2 separate regions of the Mus musculus genome follow, and region 2 is linked to region 1. Evidence: chromatin contacts called from public ChIA-PET data. All regions are on one chromosome and are shown on one strand. Each heading gives the region's core, a stretch centred on a gene start, on an enhancer-like site or on the middle of the called end of the contact. The rest is flanking DNA. Distances are from core to core; before and after follow the strand shown.

Region 1 (3,612 bases), core at 265-2,764:
AATTATGTTGCAATAGACATCTACTTAAATACAAACTCTTGTATTCCTGAAGGCTTTACTGTCTTTCCCAGTAGATATGGTGTCATAAAATGACAAGACCCAACAAGAAGTGGTTAGAAAAAGATTTCAAAGTTCAAGGCCAAAGTTTGATACTGCCCTCTACACTAAATTCTTTGATAGTCACGTTTTCTCTTAAAGTTATATGCAATTGTTAATTTCTATTCCACAACCAGGTTGCTCATTTACTCATAGGAAACTTGCTGGCCAGGTGTGGGCTACCACCCCTATAATCCCAGCAGTGGGGTGGTGGAGGCAGGCCCACTAGAGTTTCATAGCAAGAGCAGCTTCCAAAGCTTGCTTATCCTAAATCTTTTCTTGTTTTTTTTTTTTTTTTCCCCTGTGTGGGCGTGTCTTGGTTATGTCAAAGATTTGACTATTCTTTAAGAGACTTAATGAAGCTTTAGGAAGGAATTAAGGGGCTAGTTTTCTTCCTTCCTTCCTTCCTGTCTTTCTTTCTTAGATTTATTTATTATATGTAAGTACACTGTAGTTGACCTCAGACACTCCAAAAGAGGGCATCAGATTTCATTACGGATGGTTTTGAGCCACCATGTGGTTGCTGGGATTTGAACTCAGGACCTTTGGAAGAGCAGTCAGTGATCTTAACCGCTGAGCCATCTCTCCAGTCCCGGGGGCTAGTTCTCTTAGCTTGGTAGTTTTAGAGCAAAGACATTGGGGCTGAGGGTTGCCCAGTTGGTTGCATGCATTCACAGTAGCTCTGAGTTTGATCCCTTGCATCGTGTAAAGCAGGAGTGTTGGCATATATCTGAGATTTCAGCGTTTGGGAGGCAGTAGAGAAATCAGAAGTTCAAGGTCATTCTCAGCTACATAAGGAGTTTGGGACCTGGACAAGTCACATGATCTTCTGCCTCAGAAAAACAACCCCCCCAAACAAACAAAATGCCTTTACTGTAAACAGTCCGTTAAATGCAAACATATACCCACGTGATGGAAGGTTCCCTGAAAGTTGTTCTCTGACCACAGCTTGTCATTCCATCTTCAATAGATAAATGTATTAAAAAGTTAAAAAAAATGTCCATTCACTAAGGGTCTGTTAGTTTGAGCCAAAATCAATAGGTCAAACATTAAAAATAAAATAAATCAGTGTAAAGTTTGATGAGAACAGTTGACCTTTGCGGGGCGCATCGAATACACTTCATCCTACCGTGGTGGCAGTAAGAACTTCTGGAAGCGGCTACAGAGCACTGCCCTTGCAGCACGTGCGTGTACTGCAGGAAGGAAGCCACCTGGGAACCCGGCTTAGAGGAAGTCAGCCTCAGATCCCAAATTGGGCGTCTCCCGGCCACGATCGCACGCGCACTCGCCGTCCTACAAGGTAGCAACCCTCCGGTTGCTAGGGCTGTGGTCCTGCACCCAGTGCGCAGCTCCCGCCTCGGGGCGGGGCCGCGGGGAACGCGCGCCTCCGACGTCATCGCCGCGCGCCGCCGCCCGCGCTTCTGCTACTTCGCGGGAGAAGTTGTTGGCGCCAATGGATCCCGAGCCCCGATAACGAATTACCCCAGCCACGGGCCTGCCCACCTGCTCCTGTTCGGTCGTGGGGCTGCGATGGTGAGCCGCCCGGGAGGCCGTGCAGCTACAGAGGCTTTGCAGGCGGGGGTGTGAACGGGGCGCCGCCGCGGTGCGGGATGGGGAGGACGATGCAGAGGGCTCCGAGGGGCCCGGCTTAGGGTGCGGGGCGCACCAGGGACGCAGCTGCAGGGAGGTGGCTGCTACGCGGCAATTTCACATCCCCACCCCCCCGACTCTTGGGGGAAGGGAGGAAGGAAGAAGAAAGTTGATTTGGACGGGGCGTTAAAAGTTACTTTCGTGTACAGCCTTGTCCCAAATCATCTCTGTTGGAGTGCTTCCTAAAGTCCCGACTTCAAGCTTTGCGTGGAAGAATGTCACACTTGGCTTTCGCAGGGAGAAGTTTGCTCGGGCCTTCAGCTTGAATCAGCTTCCTGGAAGCGAGTGTCAGCTGTGACACAAGGAAGTTTATTTGTTTATTTTGTTTAGAATAATTTATAGGAGTTGAGCGGATCCTGGTTTACCAGGAATAAAAACACGGCGAGTACAGACGGATGTTCTGTATTTGACAGCTGTCATCTCTTATCACCTGTTACGATAAGTAGTTTTTTTTTTTTTTAAACCTCAGTTCCAACTTCAATAATTCAATGTAGTGGACATTCAAATAGTTTGAAAGTGAAATTGTTTGAAAGTCCCTGGCATAGGAGACAGATACAAGTTGGAAATAATTTTTAATTTACTGGACCACTGAAGATGTTCAGCTAATCTACAAGATATTTAACAATCACACTTACACACACTTTTATTATTCTTAAGCTTGTCAGAACACCAGCATGCAGGGGAGAAAAGTGTTACACCAAACTGGAAAAAGTTTCAGCTCTCTGTTTTTTATTCTTTGGGGAAAAAAGATAGTGATGGTAGCCACCCAGAGTCGGCCTTTTTATTTTCGGGATAATATGTGAGTTTGCTTTAAATACCGTCTAGAAATTCATCTGAAGTGTTGTTTTGGAAAATATTTATTCTTATTTTAGTTATGTGTATCTGTGTTTGTATATGCACACATAGTTTGTGTATGCACACATATGTTTGAAGGCCCATGGTAGCCAGAAGAGTGTGTCAGATCCTCCAGAGGTGGTGTTACAGGTGGTTTTGAGCTGCTTTCTGTGGGTGTTAGTTCTGGAAGTCAGGGTCTCTGCAAAGAACAATATGCACTCTTAACCACTGAACCATTTGTTCAGCCCCCAAGTCCAATACATTCTTATTTGACTTGTAACGTGTATGTTGTGTCTGAGTATATTTCTGTGACTATGCATGCCTGATGCCATCAGAGGCCAGAAGAGGGTGTTGAACCCTTTGGAATTGGAGTTGAACTCATGTCCTCTGAAAGAGCAGCAAGTACTCTAACTCCTGAGACATCTCTTCAGTCATACCTCTCCAGTTCATTGGTGGTGCATGACTTTAATCACAGCACCTGGGAGGCAGAGGCAGGTGGATCTCTATAAGTTTGAGGCCAGCCAGCTCTACAGAGTGAGTTCCGGTACAGCCAAGGCTACACAGAGAAATCCTGTTTTGAATAAATTACGTGTACAAGTGTTTTGTCTGCATGCGTGTATGTGCAGTGCATGCAGCCCTGGTCCCAAGAAGGTCAGAAGAGGGCATTGGGTCCCCTGGTACTGGCGTCATACATGGGTGTGAACCATCACGTGGGTGGTGGAAACTGAAGCCAGGTCCTTTGCAAGAGCAGCAAGTGCTCCCAATCACTGGACACATCTCAAGCCTCCCAAGTTCTTCGTGGTTGTTGTTGTTGTTTTGTTTTTTTGAGACAGGGTCTCTCTCTATGTAGTCCAGGCTGTTCTAGAGCTTACTATGTAGAGCAGGCTGGCCTTGAACTAACAAGAGATGCTTCTGCCTCTGCCTCCTGAGTGCTGGGATTAAAGTCCCATGCCTTCATGCTCAGCTCCAAGTTTATTGTTTTGAAGGAAGATTTGGGTAATAGTGCCATGTGTCAGGTCTTGAAATTACAGT
Region 2 (3,684 bases), core at 716-3,215, 120 kb after region 1:
CCACGCACCATGCGTGTGCCTGGTGCTTGCCCTCAGTCCTAAGAGGGTGTTGAAACTGGAGTTATGAAACACTGTAAACTTCTGTGTGGACGCTGGGAATTGAACCCCAGCCCTTGACAAGAGCAAGTGCTCGTAACTGCTGAGCCATCTCTGCAGCCGGCAGACTGTACTCGTGTGCTGTAGGAGACGTATTTTGCTGGGTGAAGGTCTGGAAATGGTATTGTTTGGCTGGTACCACGTGTATAGTTTTGTCAGCTTTTTTCAAAGGTCCGTCCTGAAGGACCGTATCATTTTTATCTACAGCTTCCCCAATAGAACAAGTGGTCATGTCATATGTCACCTCTCAGTGTGACAGATGAGCAATGATGTCTCAGTGTGGCTCTCATATTCTGTAATACTGTTTCATCATTACCGTGTGTTAATTATTTTATACATGTGTAGATTGCCTTTCCAGATATTTCAAGCAGAGTTTTAAAAGAACTACCAAGTATTTTCTAAAAGCAAAATATAGAATTTTCACAATTTAAGACTTCCAGGAGGTCGAGGCAGAGGGATGGCCATGTGTTTAAAACCAGCCTGGGTTCTGTAATGAGTTCCAGGGCAGCCTGAGCTACAAAGGGAGGCCTTGTCTCAAATGCAAAGGATAATGGCCTGGGGTGCAGCTCAGGGTTAGGGCGCTGGCACAGCACACAGCTCTAGGTTCAACCCCTAAAGCTGCACAACCAAGACAAGACAGAGCCACCGGAACAGTCTCTAGCCTCCAGAAGCAAGATAGATGCTGAGCAGGGCGAACAGAAATGACAGAGGGATGACTTTCTGAACCACAGCAGACACACAGCAAAAGAGACAAGACGTGCGCGGTATGCTTTGCCTACAAGTGACACTTTCTGTGGTATGCCTACTTTGAGAAGGAGACTTCTTAAGGTTAGAAAGTGCAAACAGTTATCTTGTATGCAAATACTGGCAAGACGTAATGATCTCCTGTGATGCTCTGTAGAAAAAAGTATCCCAAGGTCATTCATGACTCAGGGGACCAAAAACTGCAAGAACACACCAGGGATGTCCAGTGTGGGCACCTGAATTGGGGGCGGGGCAGCAGTAAACAGTGCATCTAATGTTCTGTTTCTAAAGGGCAGCAGAATAGAATGATCAAAACTGCAAGGTGACTAGAGCTCATGTCGGAGCAAACAGCGTTGAGAAGGCCAGAAGAATCTTAGAAAGTATACTAGTTTGAGGCAGTGACTTGGCTGGGTGGACAAAAAGTGTTTAGCATATGTACCCAATGACCTGAGCTTAAGTCCCAGATTCCATATAAAGGCAGAAGGAGAGAACTGACCCCACAAAATTGTTCTCTGATCTCCATTCACATGCTGTAGCACACATGTGTACTCATGTCCACCATATGTGCACGCGTGCACAAGCACACGTGTGGGTGTGACCATATGGCTGGGCTATGACAGGAAAGGAAACCAACAAGGCTGCTTTTGGCTCAGCTTCTCCACTAATTTCTAATGTTTTGCCTCCCTCTCTCCCTTTCCCGGGGCTGAAATGCAGACAGAACCCTGAGGCAGGAGCTTTCAGCTGGCAGGTAAGGATGCGTCCTGGAAAAGGCCAGAAGCTAAGATGGAAGGGAGATGGCATTCTGGGTAACCCACCCACTTCCTTACTGCTACATGAGAAAGACAGGAAACCACAACACGACAACTGTCATGTTCTTACAGTCCCTATAATTCGAAACTTATAATTCTGTTACTATTTACTTACTTATTTACTGGTCCTAAGGACTGAGCACAGAGCCTCGTGAACTGAGCCACACTCCCAACCTCTGTGATAACATTTGCCCACACTCTGCCTTATTCAGGTTGTCTTCTGTCTTTTAAAGATTCACAGTCTAAAGTGTACTGGTTGTTACCACCTCCCAAAGCTATAAAGCATAAAAGCTGGACCACAAAATTTGGTAACTCATCATGAAAGGCCATGTGTCTTTTAGAAGACTACCTAGTATCACGGCAGGAGTGTGTGTGAATAGGAAAGTCCCGTGAAGGTGAAGAACCTTTCATAACAACCTTTGCTTAATTGTAAATAAGAGTCCCAAGAGAGCTACATGAATTCCTTCCTGTCCACACTCCATCACCTCCTACTAGGCTCCAACTCCTCCAAGGTTCCCCTACGTCCCCACAGTATGTAGACGAGAGACCAAACTTCAGACAACGAAACCTTGGGTGATAAACCACATTCAACTCCAGCACACTCCATGGGAGAGATCCACATGGTAGGGAATCAGGACTTACAGTGGATAGAGTGAGTCTGTATAGGAACAGAAATCTGCAAGGAGCTGAACTCTACCAACCACTACGTGAGTGAGCTTAGAAACGGCCTTGTGGGAGATTCTGAGGCAGAGGCACTCCAAGAAGCTGCATCTGGATTCCTTGTCAACAACAATGAAACACTGATGTTTCAAGCTCCTACATTTTGAGATATTTTGTTATACAACAACAGCTGACAAATACATCACATTTCCAACTGTCTGTACAGTACAGACCAAGGAAGGTTTATCTGTGTGCTGTGCCTAAGCAGATATTCCAAGAGTATTTCAGTCAGTGCAGCCTAGTTCAGACAGTACAGTAGGGCACTGAGGTATGGACTGTAAAGACAGTACACCAGGGTACTGAGGAATAGATAGTGGTTCATGGAATAATTTTCCCAGTGGTGATGCTAGGTAGCCATTGACAATGCAGATTCTCTGAAGAAGAGATCCTCTTAGGATCAAATCAAGTTTGGGAAATTTCAACAGAAGAAGGAATTCATCTTAATTGAGATTTAGTCAGGATTCCTTTGGAAACTATTTAACATATCCATTAAAGGTATATCCATTAAAGCTTTAGACTCAGGAAGCCTGATTTGGAGTCCACAGTTCTCTAGTTCTTACCATTTTATCAGCATGCATGCATAAAACTTCACAAACATACTGTCTGAAACCACAGAGCTGATAATCCATTTGATATCAAAGGGGAAAATATATTTCCTTTAATAGCTAACTTATTAATCTTAAAGAAAAAAATCCTAGTAAAAAAGGATTTGTGTGTGTGTGTGTGTGTGTGAGTGTGTGTGTGCGTATGCAAGTGTGAAAGTTTGTGTGCCCACTTGTATCTGGGTGCTGTGTGTGTGTATGGATGCATGGGAACAGACAAAGGTTTCTGATCCTTAAAACATAAAACTGGGGGCTGGAGAGCTGGCGTAGTAGTTAGAAGCACTTGTTGCTCTTGCAGAGGACCCAGGGTCAGTTCCCAGTGCCCACAGATGGCTAGTAAACATCTGTAACTCCAATTCCAGGAAACCTGACGACACCCTCTTCTGACTTCAGTGGTCACCAAGCATGCACACGGTATACACACATAACTGCAGGCAAACACTCATACACCAAAAGTAAAATAAATCAGCATCTTTAAAAATATGGAATTATAAGCATATTCCACAGTGACTTAAATAAACTTTTATACATTAATCTGACATAAAACTGTTTACCACAAGGAAAAATGAACATCTCACATAGAGAGATGGTGGCGTGTTACCTGTCTTATTGTGTCGCCTTCCTGGTTACTAACTGTAATCATTTTATCTTCACCTCCCAAAGCAAGGAGATTCTCTGAATTCCAACATCCACATGTGATTTTCTTAGTATGT

Evidence for each region. ChIA-PET counts read pairs in DNA pulled down with a chosen protein or histone mark.
Region 2: a contact with region 1 is called in an RNA polymerase II ChIA-PET map of memory CD8 T cells, with 35 read pairs. The contact joins the enhancer-like site here to the promoter of Rfc1 in region 1. A contact is called at or near these places in 9 of 39 promoter capture datasets (the 3T3-L1 cell line, 3T3-L1-derived adipocytes, the HPC-7 cell line and 5 more), 2 of 484 Hi-C or Micro-C datasets (embryonic stem cells and pre-B cells), 3 of 115 datasets of contacts at active chromatin or transcription factors (the SCID.adh cell line, effector CD8 T cells and memory CD8 T cells) and 3 of 9 other capture datasets (adipose tissue, liver and pancreatic islet).

The regions. Positions count from the first base shown.
Region 1 is chr5:65,333,541-65,337,152 of GRCm38.p6, reverse strand. It overlaps Rfc1 (replication factor C (activator 1) 1), which reads left to right and starts at 1,514. Exons shown (of 25, transcript NM_001347357.1): 1 at 1,514-1,629. The coding sequence starts at 1,627.
Region 2 is chr5:65,215,807-65,219,490 of GRCm38.p6, reverse strand. Wdr19 (WD repeat domain 19) reads right to left here. Exons shown (of 37, transcript NM_153391.2): 6 at 3,573-3,684. Among named protein-coding and RNA genes, the nearest start is that of Wdr19, 18 kb to the right of the region's middle. Within about 2 kb of position 1,965, at least 32 of the 459 cell types and tissues checked have an H3K27ac peak or open chromatin away from gene starts, as enhancers often do. A contact at or near this core is called in the HPC-7 cell line, the SCID.adh cell line, effector CD8 T cells and 2 more, where this site is marked.